3 separate regions of the Mus musculus genome follow, and all the other regions are linked to region 3. The links are chromatin contacts, called in public HiChIP or PLAC-seq and promoter capture Hi-C maps. All regions are on one chromosome and are shown on one strand. The core of a region is the stretch at or near the end of the contact, and the rest is flanking DNA. Distances in the headings are between cores, read along the strand shown. Region 1 holds the start of Cwc25 (CWC25 spliceosome-associated protein). Region 2 holds the start of Cdc6 (cell division cycle 6). Region 3 holds the start of 1700003D09Rik (RIKEN cDNA 1700003D09 gene).

The links. Promoter capture Hi-C pulls out the DNA fragments that hold promoters and counts their contacts. HiChIP or PLAC-seq counts read pairs in DNA pulled down with a chosen protein or histone mark.
Region 1: a contact with region 3 is called in a promoter capture Hi-C map of erythroid cells, with 11 times the contacts expected there. The contact joins the promoter of Cwc25 here to the promoter of 1700003D09Rik in region 3. A contact is called at or near these places in 1 of 39 promoter capture datasets (erythroid cells) and 2 of 115 datasets of contacts at active chromatin or transcription factors (microglia and pancreatic cancer cells).
Region 2: a FOXA1 HiChIP or PLAC-seq map of pancreatic cancer cells shows a contact between it and region 3. The contact joins the promoter of Cdc6 here to the promoter of 1700003D09Rik in region 3.

The regions. Positions count from the first base shown.
Region 1 is chr11:97,764,579-97,768,061 of GRCm38.p6, reverse strand. It overlaps Cwc25 (CWC25 spliceosome-associated protein), which reads left to right and starts at 1,449. Exons shown (of 10, transcript NM_026186.4): 1 at 1,449-1,637. The coding sequence starts at 1,620. It also overlaps the pseudogene Atp5l2-ps.
Region 2 is chr11:98,906,208-98,909,523 of GRCm38.p6, reverse strand. It overlaps Cdc6 (cell division cycle 6), which reads right to left and starts at 1,723. Exons shown (of 12, transcript NM_001025779.2): 1 at 1,543-1,723; 2 at 694-887. The coding sequence starts at 874. RefSeq lists an enhancer at 2,883-3,316.
Region 3 is chr11:98,356,915-98,360,251 of GRCm38.p6, reverse strand. 1700003D09Rik (RIKEN cDNA 1700003D09 gene) reads left to right here and starts at 1,969. Exons shown (of 3, transcript NR_045477.1): 1 at 1,969-2,015. It overlaps Ppp1r1b (protein phosphatase 1, regulatory inhibitor subunit 1B), which reads right to left. Exons shown (of 7, transcript NM_144828.2): 6 at 3,305-3,337; 7 at 2,456-3,219. The coding sequence ends at 3,182. It overlaps Stard3 (START domain containing 3), which reads right to left and starts at 1,884. Exons shown (of 15, transcript NM_021547.3): 1 at 1,744-1,884.

The DNA.
Region 1 (3,483 bases), core at 200-2,699, 590 kb after region 3:
ATGGTCTAAGGTGGAAGGTATGTCTCCCCGAACCACCGGCTGAATTTGTTTTGTTTTTCAAGACAGGGTTTCTCTGTGTAGCCCTGGGTGTCCTGGAACTTACTTTGTAGACCAAGCTGGCCTCAAACTCAGAAATCCACCTGCCTCTGCCTCCCGAGTGCTGGAATTAAAGGCATGTGCCACCACGACCAGCTCGGAGCCAGTGTTCTTAATGGCTGAGCCATCACTCCAGTTCTTTAATTCTAACAACTCAAAAATAAAAACACAAGGGCTGGCGAGATGGCTTGGTGGGTAAGACAACTGACTGCTCTTCAAAAGGTCCTGGTGGCCGGGGGTGGGTGTGGGGGGGTGGGTGGTGGCACACGCCTTTAATCCCAGCACTCAGGAGGCAGAGGCAGGCAGATTTCTGAGTTCGAGGCCAGCCTGGTCTACAGAGTGAGTTCCAGGACAGCCAGGGCTACACAGAGAAACCCTGTCTCTGAAAAACCAAAATAAAAAAGGTCCTGGTGACTCACAAACTCATCCATAATGAGAACTGATACCCTCTTCTGTTGTGTCTAAAGACAGCAACAATGTACTTATTTATATATAAATCTTTTCTTCTTCTTCTTCTTTTCTTTTCTTTCTTTCTTTCTTTCTTTCTTTTTTTTTTTTTTTTTTTTGAGACAAGGTTTCTCTGTGTAGCTCTGACTGTCCTTGGAACTCACTCTGTAGACCAGGCTGGCCTTGAACTCAGAAATCTGCCTGCCTCTGCCTCCCAAGTGCTGGGACCAAAGGCGTGTGCCACTACTGACAGGCCCATAAATAAATCTTAAAAAATAAAAATAAAGACACAAGCTGGCTATAGTTTAGCAAGTCTGTAATTCCAGCATTCTGGTGACAGAAGCAAGTGGTATAGATCTGAGTTCAAGGCCAGCCTGATCTACACTGTCCCCAGATAGCCAGGGTTTTACATAGAAAGACACTGTCTAGGAAACAAAAATAAATAAAATAATAAAAATAGGTATTTCCAGACCAGAATGATCTCAAACTTTGTGCCAGAGCTGGCCAGTTTCCATCTACCAAGCGTGGGAGATGACTGGGGGTGTGCCATGACATCTGGCTTTTGGGATTTTGTTTGATAGCATCTATTTCTATAAAACATGCCGGGAATGAGGGAGCTGGCCGAAAAGCTGGTTTGGAAACCCTGGTGTAGCGGTGAGATGGGGAGGCGGCCTAAGTTGGCAGATACTGAGGTCTTACACTGTCTCGCTTCTACGGCAGAGCCCTGATGCGTTGCCAAGGCAACAGAACCCGCCTATGGCTTTTCAACAGTTGGGGCCAGGGGCTTACGTGAGGCAACCAAAAAGAGGCCACCAAAACTGACGGAGGGTAGAAAGTACTTGCGACTCTAGGTTCACGTAGACTTAGCGCTCATACCAAACGTCATCGAGCCGAGACGCTGACGCAGTCATATGACACCACCCCGGAAGTGCGAGCTAGAGCGGGCGGGGAAAAGGGCAGCTGGTTCCTGTAGGGATTAGGTCCCGAGAGGCCGTCTCTGAACTGTTTCCCTAGGTTTCCTCTCTGCCTTCGCTGAATCTTTCAGGTCCACAGACTGAAGAACCGTCTCCACCATCATGGGAGGCGGAGACCTGGTAAGTGCTAGAGGCCTGGGCAGCGACGACTGAGCCCGAGACCCACAGGCGCCGGGGTGGGGTGAAAGTCGGGGGTAGCAGTCGGTAACCCTGGTAATGAAGTCTTGATTTCAGCACAAGGGGGTGATAAACATGGAGAGGGAGCGGATGGTGAAGCCCACAGAGGGACTGAGATGAGCCTCGGGAAGATGTGCGGCGAGGAATGTTTGCTGTTGTCAGGATTTGCTGATTCGGGGGCTTCCCGGGGGCTCCCAGGAAGTCTAAGGTTAGGGAAGGGACAGTTGAACTCATGGTATGGAAGGAGGTAGATCTTGGGCACGTAGACTTTATTTTGTGTATGTTATCTTCGGACATAGCCTCCCCTGCTCCCCCTTTTTTAGCTAGGAGTTCACAGTTGTATCCTGGACCTGGACTGTTGAAAGGGTGGGCTTCAGTCATTTCCCATCCTGAGCTGTGCCGTTTAGAGGCGTCCATTTCAAATCTTTTCCATCTTTGTTTCCTTCCTTACATCAGTGTTTTGCTTTGATGTGTAGTGAGGAGGCAGCTTTCTTCGGTATCGGTAACACTTTTTTTTTTTTTATGTTAAGTGGCAATTGCTCTTAAGTCCTGTAGTTCGTTTGTGGGGAAGGAATGCCTTAAATAAGGCAGAAATATCCAAGAAGCAGAGAGCTAGATTAGGACACTATTGATCTTCTCAAAGTGAAGGTAATTGAATCAATAAGTACATCAGTTTGGGTATCTGTCCACTAAGCTGAATTTGCCGGGTGTCCTTAATTGGATCAAGTTGCAGGGCTCCATCAAAGTTAGTCTAGTTTAGTATGTGCTTCATGTAACTGTCTATTATGGACAGTGCATTAGTTTACTTCTGTAATAAAACCAAGATCAAAAGCAACTGTCGGAGGAGAAGGCTTCTTGCATCTTACAGGTTATAGCCCATCATTAAGGCAGCTCAAGTTGTAACCCAGAGGCAGGAACTGAAGTAGAAACCATGGAGGGATGCTGCTTACTGGCTTGCTTCTCTTGCCTTACTCAGCTTCCCTTGTTTACACAGGTAGACCACCTACCTAGGGATGGCTCCACCCACAGTGGGCTGGGCCTTCCTCTCTCAGGTCATACTCAAGAACACACACTCACAGACATTCCCACAATCTGATGGAGGCAGTGCCTCAACTGAAGCTGACAACCCAGACTTGCCATCCTTGCCAGGAGACCTGTAATCTGGGTGATTCTGTTGCCTGTGTGGTGGAGTTGTCCTGTAACTTGTATATTCAGCAGCGTCTAGCCACAGGGTGCCCTTAGCACTCTCATGCAATGGTGACATCTGCAAATTTCTCCAGACCCTGGTTGCCATTGGTGCCTTGGGATGGAAAGGAAAATCTATGTAGGACAAAGTAAGGGCGAGTGTGTTTGTGGTGGTGGAGGTGGTGAAGGCAGTCCTGGTCAGTTTGAAGGCAGTCTGGGCTAAGTAGCAAGGCCCTGGTTGCGTGTATACGTACATGCACACACATTACACACACATCTGTGTTTTTGCTGACTGTGTGCTTTGCATCTGCAAGGCACTTTGTGTATTTAGTCTTCTTAGCTGGTCTCCCATTTTGCACCTCTCTGGTTGCCGGGAGGTTGGTAATAAATAATTAATTTATACCTTTCCAATCCATTCTTCACGTGATAGCCAGTGGTACCTCTCGCCTACACTGTGCCAGTTCTTGGTTTCTGCCACCAACAGGGTGGAGTGCAGGCCCTTCGCATGCCTGTAAAGGGTTTGATCAGCTCCCTTCTCAGCTGGCTTTCTCTGACACCCCCTTCTCCATCAGCTTGCCCTCCACCTCCAGCCACGCTGTGGCTG
Region 2 (3,316 bases), core at 474-2,973, 550 kb before region 3:
CGGTGGTACAGCACTTCCTAGCACATATAAGGTCTTGGGTTCAACCCCTAACATCCAAGCAGCTGCAACATTACCACACACAGTATGCGTGGTAGCGCGGGAAGGACCTCAAGTCTGAGGCAATCCTGGGCTACAAAAGCGAGTTCCAGGCCAGCCTGAGTTAGAGATCATTTCTCCAAAAACACCAAACACATCGAAAACCGGAAATGGCTGTCAAGTACTATTTGATAGCAAAAATTAAAAAAATATTAAGAATCTCATCAAATTTTTCTTTCTCAAGACAGGAGTTCTCTGGGTTAACCCAGGCTGGCCTGAAACTCACTCTGTGGACCAGGTTGGCCCCAAACTCAAGAGACCCACCTGCCTCTGCCTTCTGAGTGCTGGGATTAAAAGCAAGCTCACCACCTCCCGGGTTATTTGTTTCCTCTTAATTTCACAAGCACGCAGGCGAGTTCCATAACACTATAACTTCAAGGGAAATGTAAAGGACAGAACTAAGGAAATGAAGATCAAACCTAGGTTCCTTAGCAAATGATCTCTAGTGTACGGCTCAACCGTGAAATTCGGTACACACTTGGCAGCCATTATGAAGGCAAATACAGCTCTGGTTTTAAGAGCCAGGCACCTCAGCATCAAGGCAGGAAAGGCTGAGAGCTCAGTCACAAAGTCGCACTCACAAAGCGGAGGGCTTACCCAGACGTTTTCGGGGACTGAGAGGCAGAAGTTTTACGTCCACACACGGAGTGGTGGGTACAGGCTGGACGTTTCTAAGTTTTACTTCACAATCCCGGGAATTGGGTTTCTTCAGGGTATTAGATAGCTTCTTTTTCGGAAAACCGATGGTAGCTTGTGTCTGGGATCTGGTTTGAGGCATGATGGCCACACAACTGGATACAAAGGAAAATCAGGAGAGCAAAGAGAAAAACACACAGAGCAATATAAATAATTATATTGGGGACCAGCACTCCATAAATCACGTTAACATAGCATTTTTAACATTTAGTTGTGCTTCCCATGCAAATCTATGTAATAAAGGGTAACGTCTGTCTGCCTAGTACGTGTAACATTCCGTTATACACATATTACACACTACAGTCTTACCATACGTCAAATGTAGACACTATTAGCCCTCTCTTAAAGAGATAGTCACAGAAACACACGGCTATCACCCTGGGCACCCTGGGACCAGAAGCCAAGTTCTTACACTTGTATGATGCCAGAAGTCTGTCTCCATTTATTTCTATAATACTTTAGCTCCTTCCCTGCAGACATGTGAGACGTCTTTAGCACTGGTTTGGTTCCAGACCGTCACCTTTAGGCTCTCCCAAGTCCTGGGCAAGGGCAGCTGCGTCCTCTGCTCAAAACTAGCCAGCACTCCACCAAACTCCCGACCCCACCCTACACCGTTTCCTCCCAGCAGCTCTCTCCTTCCCAACGCGGCGTGCTCGAACCGCTTCTAGAGCTCACAACCCCCTCCCTGACCCAGCCTCAGACCCCAGGCGATTTCCCGCTCTCCACCGGCCTTGCTCGGACCAGCCTCACCTCTCTGGACACCAGACCTCGCGGAGCTTTGCACTCTTCAGGGCCGTGTCGCTCAGTGCACACTCCTCGCGTCTCGATCACCACCGTAAAAACTCTCCCGCCACAAATTCTACAGCAGCTGCAAAGTCAACTCGCGCCAAAGCCGCTCTACTTCAGCCTTCTCGTCTCCCGCCAAAGTCCAGCCAGGCTTCTGATTAGTTGTCACTCATCACCACGCCTTCGCCGGTGACGGCCGGCAGCCAATAGGACAGCCCCAGGTCTCAGCGACCACCACGAAGTCACACCCACTCGCCCGGGAGGGCGTTAACTTTTGAGACCTCGGAGGAAAGGCGCGCGTTTACGAGCGCGTCACGCCGTAAAGCCTGGCGGGAAGTGTAGTTTTTTTTTTTTTTTTTTTTTTTTTGCCTCTACGCACATCTACTTCCGTATTTTTATTTCTACTTTGTCCTCCACCCAGCCTCCCCACCGTTGCCTAACGTCCTCATTCTACTGGGCTACCTTTGCTCATCTTATCTGCCAAACATCCCTATTTTCATTATTCTGGTGGGCTAGATTTTAAGAGGGCTACAAGGCCTACTTTTTGGGGGGCGGTCCTGTATGGCATGAAGCAAATGAATGTATAAGGTCACAGAATTTTCTGTGGGGAGGAGCTGATAACTCGAACCAGGGTATTTTTTTGGGGGGCGGGGGGGCAAGTTCTAGACCTATCTAAGCAAACTGACATCATCTCACTATTTGTTGACTTGCGCTTGCTCAGTGAGAAACAAGTGCAACACCAAACGTATAATTTCAAGGTCATACATTCCAAGTGCTGCCTTAACATCCATCTAGCTACACATCATAGGGAGTAAAATTATGTCTCTTTAATTTGAAAATCTCTTATGGCCAAGCACTAGGGTCTGGGACCCAAGGAAAAGAGTTATCGGCAAGGCAAGCTGAGCATTTAATGAAAAATGTAACTAGAGCAGCCATTTGCAGGCAGGTCAGGCTCCAAGGTTACTCGGGTTCTTCTAAAGACCAGAGCCCAATTCTAGGTAATGGTAAAGTCTATGGGATTTTGTTCTTGGTTTGTTTTGTTTTGGTTGTTATTGTTTTCTGAGACTTTTTATTTGTAGCTCTGGCTGTCTTGGAACTACGTAGACTAGGCTGGCCTTAAACTCAAGAGATCTGTCTGGGTCTGCCTCCCAAGTGCTGAGATTAAAGGTGTGCGCCACCACACCTGGCTATAGGATATATCTTTTATTGTCTGATACCAAATAAAACAGACACAAAGCTACAAGTAGGAGCACAACAGCACAATCGCCAGTTACCTCTCATTTCAAATAGCTGGGAAGAGCCAACGTAAGTGTGTGGGTCTGAGCTCGTTATTTTACCTCTATCACCTTAATTAGTCTTTATAAGCACCCGAGGAAGGTTTTTGGTTTTGTTTGGTTTGTTTATTTTTCGAGACAGGGTTTCTCTATAGCCCTGGCTGTCCTGGAACTCACTTTGTAGACCAGGCTGGCCTTGAACTCAGAAATCCCAAGTGCTGGGATTAAAGGCGTGTGCCATCACCGCCCGGCTCCCTAGGAAGTTTTTATAACTAATTGTAAGAGCTGATATTTGCATTTTAAATAGTCTGACAGAAAACTAAACTCTTGACTACCTAATTATGGAGGATTAAAGAGAGTTGGGTTCTAAACAGGTCAAGATGGTGAAGGGGTCCACTCTGTGAAGGTTTTCGAGCAGCTAAGCACTGACTCCAGAAGAAAACGAGCTGCCGTGGTAGATGGAG
Region 3 (3,337 bases), core at 720-3,219:
ATTAAAAGTGTGTGCCACCAGTGTGCCAAGATGGTTTTTGGTTTGGTTTGGTTTGTTTGTTTGTTTTCCCGGCAGTGCTGGAAACAAAACCACAAAGGCTGGATCTTTTCCACTCCTGAATAGCATTCCACTCAGTAGGTCCAGATCCTGTTCCCGGTGAGTCCAGGATTTCACCTTAGGACCCAGGGACAGAATGAGAAGCGAGCCACACCAAGCATTCTCACGCAGCCGATGAAATTAACTCATAACCAGCAAGCCAGAGTGCTCTTACACAGGACATGCTAACTAACGTGTGTTCATTAGGCACTCATAGGCCTGGTCCCTTGATGCATACACTACACAGTACTTCATTCATTCTCACATCTATACAAGGTAGGCACATTACTATCTCCATCTTCCAAAAGAGGAAAGGAAGATACTGACTTCATCAAGGTCTCAAAACAATATCAAAACTCAAGCAGGCTGGTGCATGGGTCTATATGTCAGCTATGACACTAAGAGTGTTCAGAGGACACAGATGGGCAGGGCGGCCAGCCTTTGAGATGGAGGTGGGCAGTGTGGAGATGGTGCTCTCTGAGCAGGACTCCTGAAGGATACATCAGGAGGAGGCCCAGCAGATCAGAGAGGAAAGAGGTGCTGCTATATACACGAAGAACCCTATGTGAGCCAGGCACATCTTACAGTAAACAAGCACACAGTCGTTTCCCCACAGGCAATGGGAAGCAAGCAAGTGACATAACCAGACTCGTGATATAAAAGTCTGCAAGAGCTAGATTCTGAAGACTTGCCTGCAAGCAATTAGGACCACAAGCTGCTGGAAATGTCCAGAGACACGTCAACAAGGGTAGTGACAGAGAAGGTTCAGGGAGTTAGCTATACTGGCACCTCTGAGCAAACAGGGTTAAAAGATGTTAAGGCAATTCCGGAGTTTTTCTCCTGGATAAGACAAGAGTGGAAGGATAAATTTACAGAGAAAAGATCAGCTCACGTTTGAAACCTGTGAGATCATCCCAAAGTGAAGGTATCCCATAGGCATAATTGACAGGCAGCTAATTTGGAGCCCAGGAAGGGGATGTGCTGCTATCGTCCATCTGAATATTCAGTGAACGTGAACTTGATGCGACAACAGTGGATGAGGCCATCCAGGATCAATGCACAGTGAGGCGGGTTGGGCCAGCGTGAACGTAAAGAGATTCTTCTGCCCTCTTGTCAGAGAGGTAAGAGGAAAAATCAGGAAATATTGGGGAGTCAAAGGGTGGAAGTATGTCAGGAATGAAAGCCAACAGTAGCAAGCACTTCTGAGAAGAGTTTAAAGAGCCTTCTTTCTGATATCGTTGGGAAGCTATGCGTGGATGTTTCCAACGGAAGTTGTGGGAAACAGCGGGTGGCAGAGAGGCAGCCGATTAGTATGTTTTTCCCTGAGTCTGGCCCCTTCCCACACCCAATTCTGTCCCCCATAATACTTAGATACCGACTCCTTGCCTCTCCTCTTACTATAAAGAAGGCTTAGGAAAGCGGCCGCAGACGTCCTCCGGACCCTCTCGGGTAAAGACCAAGACACCCCCTCCCCAGCCCTGCGCGCGCAGCAGCGAGTGGAGAGGAAGGGGGCGGAACCCGGAGCGCGAGGGGTGTGGGCTGGGTCGGACCGAACCAAAGACGGACACCGGGCAGGAAAGCGGGATCCGTCGGGTAGAGACAGCTCTTGTACCACCGCCCGGTGCCTGCGACCGCCGCACAACCCACCTGCTTCATGTCACCACGGCCCCCACTCTTCCTGCCTCAGCCGCAGTCCCGCTCCACGGCCTGGCAACTCCTCAGAGCGGAAGGAGAGCTCCCGGCGGCGCTACTTCCGCCGCTGAGCCCGTCCCCCCCGAGCCCGCCCCCAAAGCCAACCCGCCCCCCCGAGCCCGCCCCCAAAGCCAATCGGGATTCGTGTGACCCTGAAGCTCCGCCCCGGTCCGCCCCTCTCTCGGAGACGAGGTCCGGAAGCGGAGCCACAACCGAAGTTAAACTGTGTAAGACCGTGCAGGAGCAAGGGATAAAACCCCAGGGTGTCTTGGTTATTAGATCATACAGGCCTGACACTGTGGAGTGAAGGGGAACTGTGTGAGGGCCGATTTGTGAGCACAAGTCCCTTGGAGAAATCCATTTTTCGTTTTTGAGACGTTCTCAGGTTGGCCACGAACTCAGCCTTCCAAGTTCTGAGATTACTGACGCGCAGCACCACATCCATCACACATATTTAAAGGACCTTTGTTCTCCCCTGGCTTTTAGCCATCTCCCTCAGGAGCTAGTATGTCTGCCATGCGTATAGCCTGCAGGAAAGGCTCCTTCCTGGGAAGGGCTGGACACGAGAGGCAAGATCCTGACCCTAAGATAACCACCATTTTTCCTGTCAGAACATACCATTACTTCCCGGTCTCTCCTCCCTCCCCTGAAAGAGGAGTCTCAGGACAATTATTTACAAAGATTTATTACAGCGTAGGAGGGGTTCAGGCCTAGAGTAAGGGAAGAAGGGGAAGGGAACCAAGTTGCTGGAGGACAAGGAGAACCAGGCTCCCCCCACTGTGTGGCCCCCTAAGGACAGATAGTAAGTGCATTCCTGGCACCAAAGCACAAACAAAACGCAGCAAGCAGCCTCTGCCAGTCCATCTTGCAGGCACCCAGCAGGAATGGGATACTAAGGGAGGGACATGTTGAGGCTCTGCAAAGAATGCGTGAGACCTGAGCCCTGGTTGAAGTCTATGAGAGGGTTGGGGACTCAACGCCCACCACTGGTAGGGGAAGGAGGAGATCTCAGGGCACCTGTAGGCTCTCAGTACCTCCTTTCCCCAGATCTTAGGACCTGCCCTGTGGGTCTCCTGTGCCCAGGGGAGAGAATCTGGAGAGGGAGGGGACTTGTGGAGAATAAATGGTTGTTTATGGCCTTCTGGGGTTTCCAGTGTGGGCTCTCTCACCTCCCTACTCCCACCGGGTAAATAGAAGAATGACTGGCAGGGAAAGGCATTGGGGACTCTGGGCTTCAGCCAAAGCAAACAGAGACCAGCCTTAGTCTTCTAAAAGTCAGAAGCCGCAGCCCTAGCAGGTGAAAGACAGGGTACAAAGGAGGGTGGGGACAGAGTGGGTTTCTGGGGAACACTTCCTCCTGGGAGATACAGGGCTCTGAGCTTATGTGCCAGGCTCAGGGGGGGCTGGGATGCTGAGGTTCCTCTCCAGGCTCTGAAAGACAAATAAAGAGGACTCAAGGCCAGGCTTGGCCCATGAGGTTCCCACCCACCTCCCCAGCCCACACTCCAAAGCTCACCACTTAGTGTTGCTCTGCCTTCCACTTGGTCCT